2 separate regions of the Pan troglodytes genome follow, and region 1 is linked to region 2. Evidence: chromatin contacts called from public capture Hi-C data. All regions are on one chromosome and are shown on one strand. Each heading gives the region's core, a stretch centred on a gene start, on an enhancer-like site or on the middle of the called end of the contact. The rest is flanking DNA. Distances are from core to core; before and after follow the strand shown. Region 1 has its middle 110 kb from the start of PHACTR1. Region 2 overlaps EDN1 (endothelin 1).

Evidence for each region. Capture Hi-C pulls out chosen DNA fragments and counts their contacts.
Region 1: a contact with region 2 is called in a capture Hi-C map of stem cell-derived neural stem cells, with 6 times the contacts expected there. The contact joins two enhancer-like sites. A contact is called at or near these places in 4 of 7 Hi-C or Micro-C datasets (blood, induced pluripotent stem cells and stem cell-derived neural progenitor cells), 1 of 1 datasets of contacts at active chromatin or transcription factors (stem cell-derived excitatory neurons) and 1 of 1 other capture datasets (stem cell-derived neural stem cells).

Annotation. Positions count from the first base shown.
Region 1 is chr5:18,557,986-18,563,802 of NHGRI_mPanTro3-v2.0_pri, forward strand. No RefSeq gene overlaps it. Among named protein-coding and RNA genes, the nearest start is that of PHACTR1, 110 kb to the right of the region's middle. Within about 2 kb of position 1,981, at least 3 of the 24 cell types and tissues checked have an H3K27ac peak or open chromatin away from gene starts, as enhancers often do. A contact at or near this core is called in stem cell-derived neural stem cells, where this site is marked.
Region 2 is chr5:18,245,334-18,251,861 of NHGRI_mPanTro3-v2.0_pri, forward strand. EDN1 (endothelin 1) reads left to right here. Exons shown (of 10, transcript XM_063812786.1): 7 at 649-814; 8 at 2,249-2,404; 9 at 2,569-2,712; 10 at 4,274-5,514. The coding sequence ends at 4,379. Among named protein-coding and RNA genes, the nearest start is that of EDN1, 120 kb to the left of the region's middle. Within about 2 kb of position 4,453, at least 1 of the 24 cell types and tissues checked has an H3K27ac peak or open chromatin away from gene starts, as enhancers often do. A contact at or near this core is called in stem cell-derived neural stem cells, where this site is marked.

The DNA of each region.
Region 1 (5,817 bases), core at 731-3,230, 310 kb after region 2:
CAATGTCTTCTAACACTGGAATTTTCCTGAAGCACCAGGTTTCATCATTGGGAATTCTGTTCCACTTCTTTTTAGGGTTTCTACTTAGTGTCATTTATGTTCAGCTTATGCCCTGGAAGTACAGAAATAGCCAGTTGAGAGTATATAGTGTCCTGTTTTTAAAACTTATTTTTAGATTTGTTTTTATTCTTTTAAAATTATTTATTTCTTTATTTGCTTTCTTATTCTTCTTTATTTTTATTATATTTATGATTTATCTTATTTATCTTTAGCTGGTCATCAGTTTAAATAAATCTTAAAATGTTCCACATCTTAAAGATGTTGACTTCTCCAAGGTGGGGCTGGGTCTGATTAGGAGTTAAAACTGAGTGGAAAAAACAATTCACAAAGACATATTACAGGAAACATTTATAGGAAAAAAAAATGAAAATTAGAATGTCATGTGCACCAATACGGTATGATGGTCTTTAAATTCTCATTGTCAAATCTTATTTGGTTCTATATTTAATATTTAAAACTATATTGATAATCTATTATTAGTCTTTCATAAGAAATTAATATTCTTAGAAAACATTGAGTGGTGCTTTGTACACAGTTGAACATCTTATACTTTTTTCAGCATTTTTACTCAAGCATTGGGCTGATTGTATTAATAAATATTGCTATTAATTATTTGAACTTAAATATTACCACTTAAAACAACTATAAACATGTTTAAAACAAAAAAAGAGATTTGATGACAATACAGATTTAGAGTTAACCCTTCATGATAAATGAGAGAAGCTATATCTGGGTGTCTACCTTTGGCTCCAGAGAAGTAACAAAACTGGATACGGTATTAGGGCCATTGGGTGATAACTGCTCCAGGACGTTTTAAAGAAAGTAAAGTTAGCTTTAAGCAGCTTCACACGATTTTGGGGGATGCAATAGTGATTCATGCCTTTGAAAATTTGCAATCTTGCGTGTGTTGTTTCATACCATTCAGTTTTATCCACCTGCCATTTTCATCTGCCTTTTGAGTATTGGGGAACAGGTTTGAGCCTCTCGGTCCCTTGGGTAATGGTTTATCTCAGCAGTCTGCCGCCACCTAGTGTCTAGGATAGAGTGTCATCTATTAACTCACACTTCGTAACTGAAGGAAGAACTCCAACTGCTCACCAGAAAATACATAACTGCAAAAGCAAGCACACATGGGTGGTATGATAATGGCTCCCAAACTGATCCAATGATGCCATCACGTGATATTCAGTTCTCATTAACACATGTCTTACAATGGGAATGGCAGGACATGGGGTGGGTAGGAGCGGCTGGTGGCAACAGTTCCGGTTTCACATTAAATCAGCAAACCACCTTACACATTTTCAAGCATCTGAGTCTCAAACCCCATTAAGTTAATGATGAGAATCCTCATAGCTCCAGCCTTACCTGATGAGTTTCACTAACACAATCACGAAAGCTCTGGTAGAATTTCAGAGGGATTTTCATTGAATTAGGTCTACCATTTTCAGAGGTACTTTTGGCTACTTGGTCTTAACATAAGGGAAATTTCTCTTTATTTTGCCAACAAAATTATAGACCTCTTTCACTTAAATCTTCCATTTATATCAAGCTACACTGGGATCATGTGTTACATATGAAAGTCTACTTCTTACTAGGATATGACAAACAGTATTTGACATCCACTCTTCTTTCTAAGCCTGTTCCACTTATAGCTGTTCGGAAGAATGTATTTCATTTCAGGAACCAAACACAGTGCTGTTACATAAAGTCTGATTGATAGGAGTTAAGGTGGGCAGAAGTTATCAAAATCTGAAAATTAAGTGTTTCAAAGGGAAGGAATGCATTATCATTAGAGCAGTGGGAAGATAGAATTGCCTGTGCTCACTGGATGATTGGTGGGGAGCGTCAGCCTCCACTGCGGATCCCAAGCACTGAGCCAGCCTAGCTTCCTGAGAACTGCTGACCTCAAAATGCAGGAATGATGTTGCCAGACGAGGGTCCCTTCAGCAATCGATGGGCTCACACTGAAGTCTTGTTTGCTCATCTCCCTGTGTGTCTCACTAGACTAGAATACTAAAACTCATGAAGAAACGGCCTCAGCGACTTGGAGCCAAAATGAGCACGGGGAATAAAAAAGAGAAATTAAAATATCAGCCTCACTGTGACAGCCAATCTAACATCTCCCTCCCTGCTCATCTCTCCCTTTCCCTCCCTACTGATTATCTCAAAATTCTTATGCTTCCTTATTCTCTGTCCCTGTCATACGCAGACACATGCACTCACATGTTTATCCCTCCTCTTTCTTTTCTGCAAGAAATATATGCCACAGAATCACTCTTCTGGTAGTAAAACAACCATTGGGTTTGGTTAAAACCCACAGCTGTAAAGTTACATCCCCATTCAATTTCCCAATTGATTGCCAATCTTCTTCATCATTTCCTACATGGATATTGGGCTTTAAATGCTACAGCATCATACAAAGGAGCTGTAAATACAGCAAACATAACATTTATCTTTACCTTTACAATCCTGAATATTTTCATTTAAACAGTCTCATTTATTAAGTTTAGCCTCTAGCAAAGGCAAGACTCTTTCTCTGTTCTGATCATTAAGTACTTGGTTACCAGAAGGAAAACTGGATTTTGGATGAATAATTTATTCTGATCTTGTTAGTTTTGTTGTGTCCCTGAATGTTCGTGATATAGTTAATGAAGATGGGTCACTAAACCATGTCACTGATGAGAAAAAAAATTCCTACATGATAAACAGCAATGGAACCTGCATGCAGGTATGAGTATATATGTGTATATGCATATGTACACACACACACACACACACACACACACAGAGGAATATATGAACATACTGCAGAGATACTGAAGCCAGGAACAAGAATCTTGACTTAAATATTAGACAAAGAAAAGCTCCTTTTGTGAAAAAAACCATCTTAAAATATAAATTTTCAGTGCAGAACTTGAGTTACCAATTGCTAGTCTTCATAGTAAGCCTGATGATAATAAAATGTCCATTTTTTGTTTTTTAGAGACAGAGTCTCACTCCATCACCCAGACTGGAGTACAGTGGCACAATCATAGCTCACTGTAACCTCAAACTCCTGGGCTCAAGCCGTCTGCCTCAGCCTCCCGAGTAGTTTGGATCACAGGCACGTGAGACACACCCAGCTAATTTTTTACTTTTTTTTTTTTTTCCATAGAGCTGAGTCTCATTATGTTGCCCAGGCTGGTCTCAAACTCCTGGCCTCAAACCATCCTCCTGTCAAAACACTTGGATTACAGGCGTGAATCACCACACCTGGCCAATAAAATGTCTATGCTTGTTGGAAAAAAAAAACAACAAAACTCTGTTTATTGACACTCGCTGTATTATGTAAAGAAGGCTGAGAAGCCTTTTGCACACTGTTTTATGAATATAACAGACAATGCCCATCAGTTGTGGCGTGACTATATTGATGCGCTCTTGGTAAGGTGCTAAGAACAATCCTTTCTGTAAAAGGATGAAAAACAAAACCCTTGAGCAGTAAAAGATGACACATTCCACAAATGTTAGCTAATTTCCTGCAACAGAGCATAATGAAAGTGCATGTAGACAGGGTGTGCTTTATCTGTAAAAAGAGGAACAAAAAAAGAAACAAAAGCATCATCATATCTTTTGGTATCCAGAAATAAAATCCACTCAGTTAAATGGTGATTATGAGCAACTTTGAAAAGATTGTCAATATCGAATGCTATTTTTAAACAACAAAAGTTTCTCTTCATACCTCTAGCAGTCTTACATTTTAATGAAACAGGCTCAAAATAGCACAACACATATTTCTAGGTTTCGATCATTAAAATTCTTCATCTGTGGACTACTAGCCATAAATAATCAACTTGAGAAAATAAACCAAACTTAATGGCTTTCTTGTTTCTTCTTACCATTTCTGGATCTTTGAACTTTCCCTTCCACTTTCTCAACCAAAGATAGCCTAAACAAAGAAAGCCAAAGCCAGCTTTTGCCCAATCTTTCCGATTGTCCTGCATAAATCAAACTAGAAGTGACCATATTCCTTGTTTCACTGAAAAGGGACTTAGTGTCATAGCTAAACCTTTCACTGGAGAAGAGAAATGGGGTTGGACAGAAAGACTAATTATAAACCTGCCAGTCAAGGTTTACCATAGAGAAACAACAGGAAATATCTATGAAGCTGTTCACAGCTTGTCAAGATGACCAATGGAAGACCACATATATGACTTACCTTGACAATAGCTTAAACTCTGGAATTTCCTTCCACTGTAGTAAGTTTTATGGTGCCCTTGAACCAGGGAAGCAGTGTGCTGTGCCGGGGGGCGGGGGTGGTTGGGGGAACACAGGCTTTGCTGATAAACAAACCTAGGTTTGAATCCTCCAAAGTCTACTTACCAGTAGACTTTGGTAATGGTCTACTGGTTGGTGGATGGTTTCTACAATTTTTTAATGAGTCTGAACTTCTTCATTGTAAAATGAGTATAAAATCTCATTTACAATACAATACCTAATTGTATTGTGTGAGGAACTAGAGATAATATGCAAAAAAGTACCTAGAGCACATCTTTAAACATTATAAAGGGCGTTACAGGAGTTGAGCTTTGTTAAGTCTTTGGGAAGGTAGAGCTGTCCTAAACTGAAGTCACTCTACCATAGTCTGTCTCATCTCAGATATGTTTTTGAAAGGCCCTTTCATAAGAGGTTCTGTAAAAAGTAGTGCTCATGGGGAAAGTATTATTCTGAAATCATCCTGCTTAAAATCAACTTTCTGAACTGCCATGCAGTCTTGGCAAATACGAATTTCCATCACCCCTTTGCTACATGCCAAGTTGGAATATTGAGAATGCTGTCTATTATTCAATCTAAGTAAAGTACATTACTTTTAATTGGAGGTTGTTTCACTGCCTTTTTGAATTAGGAGACTAATCATTCATCAGAAACACACAATTAAGGATTTTTGTGTTAATTTGGCATTATTGCCATTGATCCAAAAGTGTTGTTATCTTTTAAGCAAGAGCTGAAGTGAGTTCCTCCCATATGTTTTGGCAGAATTGGTGCATCTGTAAGATTCAGCGCTAAGCCCTCCATGCCTTGGCATAGCAGCTGCACAGATCAGTGCTCCGGGGCCTGTTCCAAGCACATCACCTCATAGATTTGCAACAATAAATCAGAAATTTCAAATCTACTGAACAAAGTTTCCTACCGGATCTGTAAGTTGATTTACTTTTGCAAACATCTATTAAGCATCTTTTCATGTAAGTCACTGTATAAATATTATTAACTTTTCAGCTATCTTGCCCAGAGCCCAAAGAAGCTGCAGAAAATATTTTATTTTTACCTCAAAAAGCATTTTATGCTGGATAAAGAGAATACATACAAAGTTTCAAAGCTTCAAAGAAAGAAAAAATATTTCAGAAACCTACCAGTATTTACTATGGTTTGATTAGAAGTAAATCTTAGATAGGCAAAGATTTCTTCAATTGCACAGTAAAAGCACCCCCAAAAGAAAAAAGTTGATAAATTAGACTTTATCAAAACTAAAAATGTCTGATTATCAAAAGAGTCCATTAAGAAAATAAATAGACATACCACAGAATCAGAGAAAATGTTCGTAATACATATCTGAAGATGGACACATATCCAGAGCATATTTAAAAATTGCTACAAGTCTCCAATTTTAAAAGTGCAATAAATATTAGCAAAAGTTTTGAATAGACACATTCCACAAGAAGATATACAAGTAGCCAATAACCACATGAAAGAGTTTTCAACATCATTAGTCATCCACAAAAT
Region 2 (6,528 bases), core at 3,203-5,702:
CTGACCTGCTTCTCAGCCCCACCTTAGGTCACTGGTTTCTATGGAGTTACCCTCCTGAATTGAATATTGAATAGTTAATTTCTCTCTCCGATCATTTTCCCCACCTAATTTTGAAAGATATACATCATCTGGGGTACCCTGTGCCCTACACAGCATGTGAAGTGGATGGGTACCCCCTAAAGAGAGGGTCATCCTGAATGGGGAAGTGGCCCCAAAGCTAGGAATAACTGTGATTTCTTGTCTTTAGTCATGTGCCAATGTTAAGTAAGCTTCAGTGGATAGTGCTGTCCTACCAAGTTCCTTGTAGAAGCCAACCGGATTTTCAACAGGCAGCATTCCACAGCATTTCCCTGAGCCTGCTTCAAGAGGGGTGGGGGAAGTCCCTTTTCAGGTGTTTGTCTCCTCTGCATTTGTGTAATCTCCCTGAAGGTGGATAAGCCAAGGGCATGAGGGGGAGGCAAAAGGTGAACTCATGTTGAGGAGGGAAAAAAATAAAGAGCCCTTTTTTCTGTGTTTCTTGCTGATGGCAGGCTGTGTGCTTCATCTGCTTTTATCTGCTCTGCTAGCTCTGACTCTACTGTGATCCAGCATGTCTCTCGGCGTTTGAGGAGACATCCCCCACTGACCTGCTCTTTCTCTCCCCAGCAGTCTTAGGCGCTGAGCTCAGCGCGGTGGGTGAGGACGGCGGGGAGAAACCCACTCCCAGTCCACCCTGGCGGCTCCGCCGGTCCAAGCGCTGCTCCTGCTCGTCCCTGATGGATAAAGAGTGTGTCTACTTCTGCCACCTGGACATCATTTGGGTCAACACTCCCGAGTAAGTCTCTAGAGGGCATTGTAACCCTAGTCATTCATTAGCGCTGGCTCCACTGGAGCCCAGTTTTAGAGTTTCTTTTCTAGGGACTCTGAAGGTAGTCCTTGTAACACCATCCAAGTGCCTCAGTGGGGACAGTTTCCCTCTATTCCTGAAAATAACGACAGCTTGGTTCTTAGCAACCAAGGGGAGGGTCTTCTGAGGCCCCGTAGCTCAGGCTACTCGTGATGGGACGAGCCGGAGGCCACTGCACGTTTCAAATGAGGAACTTTCAGTGAGAGGGCCTCAGGGGGACACTCTCACAGTGGCATCTGATGGGGTTTCGGGAATAATTGCCGAGGTCAGATGTGGGTTAGTGCAACCTGTGCTTCTCATGGGAGGGTGGAGACTGAGAGGCAGAAGTGATTATATAGAGGGTTAGAATCTCTTAATTTTACTTACAGAAAAACCTAGGCTCAAAGTGTTGAAGTCATTTGTGCAGGAGTGAGTTTGTAGCAGAGCTAGAACTGGAGCCCGGATTTCCTTTGCTGCTATATTTTCCCTTTAGAAATGCCCATTTCAGAACTGAAATAGAAATACTGTCCATAGGCTTCTCTTTCACCTCCAGAGAAGAAAAGCAGATTTCCCCCTTCTGCCCTGGACACTAGTTCATCATCTGTCGGAAGCAGTCATAAACAAGCACACATTTACTATGCATACAATGTACCGTTATGACAAAGGAGGACCAAAATCCAAACAATATCAAACCACACCAAAAACCACAAGGAGCCTAATAATTACTAAGGTGATACTTCCAAAGGGAGGACTTTATCTCTTAGATGAGAATGAAAATGGACACATTGGAAATTATTGGAGAGCCCTCTGGCTATGAGTCCTTCCACAACCATATGATACCACCGACTGGCAGGAGAAATGTGCGAACCTGTGCCTCCTCCTCCCCCAACCACTGGGGTCGGTGGGGTGATGGTGGCACTTTTAGCAGTATCCTCCGTGGTTTGAGTTGAAAATAAGTTTTAAAAATCCTGTGAGTCATGGTTTTGCATTGAAACCTCTTCCCACTGTGTACCCACAAATAGTTGTTAACTAAATAGACCATTAGAAAAGGAAGAAAATATAAAGCAGATGCCAAGCAGAGATGTCCTAATTTTTGACAAAAAAGCAATGTTGCTTGTGTCAAGAAGAAACTGAACTTTGTGAAGAGTTGAAATGGAATTCCACTGAATTAGAAAAACTTGTTTTCTCCTGCCTGGATACATACAGTCAGGGCCATTGATGCACAGGTGTTCCTGGCTCTTGTTACACTTTACCCTCTGAAATGATGCTCCCAAGTGCTATGTGATGAGCTCCTTGTGTGCCCAGTGGAATGGGTGTGCCCATGTGTCATTTTAAAGACTATTAATTATGCTAATATAGTTTCTTTCTCTCTTTGGATAATAGGCACGTTGTTCCATATGGACTTGGAAGCCCTAGGTCCAAGAGAGCCTTGGAGAATTTACTTCCCACAAAGGCAACAGACCGTGAGAATAGATGCCAATGTGCTAACCAAAAAGACAAGAAGTGCTGGAATTTTTGCCAAGCAGGAAAAGAACTCAGGTGAGCAGAAACACCTTTGCTTTTCAATCAGTTTAACAGCCTCCTGAACTCCTTCCTATCATGGTACTGCCTTCCTATTTTAGAGAGACTAACAGAGACATTGAAAGTCAGGGTAAAGCTGAATATAACATTGCTGAAATGTTTTTCCTTGTGTATTTTAACAGGGCTGAAGACATTATGGAGAAAGACTGGAATAATCATAAGAAAGGAAAAGACTGTTCCAAGCTTGGGAAAAAGTGTATTTATCAGCAGTTAGTGAGAGGAAGAAAAATCAGAAGAAGTTCAGAGGAACACCTAAGACAAACCAGGTAAGAGGGAAGGAAGAAAAATTAGGTAAGAGGTTGACAAGAACAACTAGCCCCGGTCATTGATGCCAGCAGCCTGTTCCTACAGCCCTTCTTACTCGGGCAGGTGAAAGACTTTTAGAAAACAGTAGCAGAGGAGATCTATGCATCCTATAGATTAAAAGGAGCAAAAGAATCCCTCTTAAATATTTCCAAGAAGCTCTGGAATGCAAACTGATGTCCTCTGTACTTTTAGCACATACCATTTCATCTACAGGTAGATTTCCCAACCAAAATATATCCAGAGATGCCTTTGTCATTGGGTTATATACAGCCTTTGCCTCTCTGAGTCAATGTATTTACCACTTTCCCTGAGAAATCAAAAATCATTTTGGGGAGAGGACATTTAGAAGAAGAATCAAAATGTCATGGATAATCAAATTCTTCAATAAGTTGCAGTTATTCAGATGGCCAAAGGAAAAATAAAGTCATTAGATAGGGTTGGTGGAGTTTAGAACATGCTGTTTTTCAGGTTTATGGTCTTTTTTTTTTTTTTTTTTTTTTTTTAATAGGGAAATGTGTTTGGTGCAGAGCCAATGTCATTCCAAAAAGCTCTCTCTTTTCCTGGTCAGTCATGTGCTGGGACAGAGAAGGGATCTGGATTAGGCAACATCATAGAGTTGCTCTGAGCTGCTCTTTGGTGATAACCCTTCCAAATCCTAAACTTTTTGGAATTCACAAGCTCAAAGGAGGAAACCTACTCTCTGATCTATCACATGTTCTGCATTTTTCTATCATGGTCTATGGAGACTTTTCCTAGAAATCCAGTGGCAAGAAGTTCTATGATTAAAGTGTTCTGAGCTCAGGCCAGGCAGTCATGAACTACTTCTGAGTTGTTTACTACTGATTTGTGGGGCAGCCTCAGCTATCGGTTTCTTCACACCTGCTTATGAGAGTATCCATATTTATGGTCGCAGGCCAGTAATGCTCCCCACGAGATCAGTTTCTGAACTAACCTGGAATTTTTTATGGGTTTTTATTATGCCAACTATTAAATCAACATTACAGTTCTTCCCTCTGTATTTCTCCTGTAAAACATCAGGCCTGCAAAAAAAAAAATCTTTTTAAAAATAATTGCCATAAAGTATTTGCTCTGGGCCTACTGTATGCTTCTTTTCTTTTTCTCTCTTTTCAACTAAGTCACCGTCAATTTATTAAGATGGCCATAACTATTCAAAACCTATGCTGAGTTCCTCAAGGCAGGGTCGCATAGTGATGAAGGTTGGGATGGGGCTACGGAAGAAACCAGAACAACTCTAGTTTATTTAAAACCTGTATTTACTGCCCACTTCCCCTTAGACTTGACCATATGACCCCTCGCTCCCATTCTAAGCATAGGGGCAGGCTTTATTTTTACAACGGTAATAGATATCACTTGAGGTTTTATCAAAGAGTTGCGGCGGGTGGTGAAAGTTCACAACCAGATTCAGGTTTTGTTTGTGCCAGATTCTAATTTTACATGTTTCTTTTGCCAAAGGGTGATTTTTTAAAATAACATTTGTTTTCTCTTATCTTGCTTTATTAGGTCGGAGACCATGAAAAACAGCGTCAAATCATCTTTTCATGATCCCAAGCTGAAAGGTGAGCCCTCCAGAGAGCGTTATGCGACCCACAACCGAGCACATTGGTGACAGACCTTCGGGGCCTGTCTGAAGCCATAGCCTCCACGGAGAGCCCTGTGGCCGACTCTGCACTCTCCACCCTGGCTGGGATCAGAGCAGGAGCATCCTCTGCTGGTTCCTGACTGGCAAAGGACCAGCGTCCTCGTTCAAAACATTCCAAGAAAGGTTAAGGAGTTCCCCCAACCATCTTCACTGGCTTCCATCAGTGGTAACTGCTTTGGTCTCTTCTTTCATCTGGGGATGACAATGGACCTCTCAGCAGAAGCACACAGTCACATTCGAATTCGGGTGGCATCCTCCAGAGAGAGAGAGAGGAAGGAGATTCCACACAGGGGTGGAGTTTCTGACGAAGGCCCTAAGGGAGTGTTTGTGTCTGACTCAGGCGCCTGGCACATTTCAGGGAGAAACTCCAAAGTCCACGCAAAGATTTTCTAAGGAATGCACAAATTGAAAACACACTCAAAAGACAAACATGCAAGTAAAAAAAAAAAAAAAAAAGAAAGACTTTTGTTTGTTTAAATTTGTAAAATGCAAAACTGAATGAAACTGTTACTACCATAAATCAGGATATGTTTCATGAATATGAGTCTACCTCACCTATATTGCACTCTGGCAAAAGTATTTCCCACATTTAATTATTGCCTCCCCAAACTCTTCCCACCCCTGCTGCCCCCTCCTCCATCCCCCATACTAAATCCTAGCCTCGTAGAAGTCTGGTCTAATGTGTCAGCAGTAGATATAATATTTTCATGGTAATCTACTAGCTCTGATCCATAAGAAAAAAAAGATCATTAAATCAGGAGATTCCCTGTCCTTGATTTTTGGAGACACAATGGTATAGGGTTGTTTATGAAATATATTGAAAAGTAAGTGTTTGTTACGCTTTAAAGCAGTAAAATTATTTTCCTTTATATAACCGGCTAATGAAAGAGGTTGGATTGAATTTTGATGTACTTATTTTTTTATAGATATTTATATTCAAACAATTTATTCCTTATATTTACCATGTTAAATATCTGTTTGGGCAGGCCATATTGGTCTATGTATTTTTAAAATATGTATTTCTAAATGAAATTGAGAACATGCTTTGTTTTGCCTGTCAAGGTAATGACTTTAGAAAATAAATATTTTTTTCCTTACTGTACTGATTTGGAATCATTACTGAAATTTGTAAGGAGTGGGCCAAAGTGATTAAGTATTATAAAGGCAAATGGTTAAAGACGGTTTCATAGAAAAGTGACAATTAGAAGGATATTACGGTCTAAGCTAATTATATAAAGAATTTTATCTGTATCTTAAATGTTGATTTTATACTGCATTGAGGTAAAAACACAAAACAAAAAAGCAGCTTTAACACCTCTGTCTTCTCTTGGGTAGCAGCCTCCTGCTTCTCCTTCACCTGAAAAATTCTCCAGGGACTTCATCCATTAACTTGGCTCAGGCTATTAGGCAGGATTCAACAGTTTAAGCTGATGGTGTGGTGAGAGATGCTTTATCCATATTAATGGACTGAAGGAGGTAATGGCAAGACAACCCCCCAAAACATACCTAATTATACAAAGTTACATACCAAAGTTGCTTTTAGAAAATGGCCTGCTCAGAGCAAGTAGAGGTTTCCAATGGCTTTTTATTTTCTCACATTAAGGATGTTGTTTCTTAAGGAACATTGAGTACCATTGCTTCTTCGTGATAGCCTAGGACTGGCCGTGTGCCCATGGAGGTAGAGACACCAGGTACTGATTCTAGGTCATCTGCCACAAAGCACCACTTCCTCTCCACTTTGCCTTGGCTGGCCTTGTCAGCTCACTGGAGAGCACAGTATTGCAATTGCAGTATTGCAAATGGTCACTACTAACTGAATTCTCTAAGAGCTTGATTAGCCCTCGAGAATCTTCCTTGCCCTTCTCTAATAGTGTCTGAAGGAATTCCTGGCATTTAACAAATATTAGCATGTAGTGATCACTGTCGTCCTAACAGTGACACATCAGAAGGATTTCAAATAACAGTCTTCAGGCGTGCGTAATCAATGTCCTGGGCAGAGTCTCCGTCCTCATTGATCCTCATTTTTCTCTTTAAGGCACAGTCCAATGTCTTTGGGGAATTGTTTATAAAGCTTACTTTATCCATAAACTGTTTCTCAGTGTGTGACTCTCAAGAA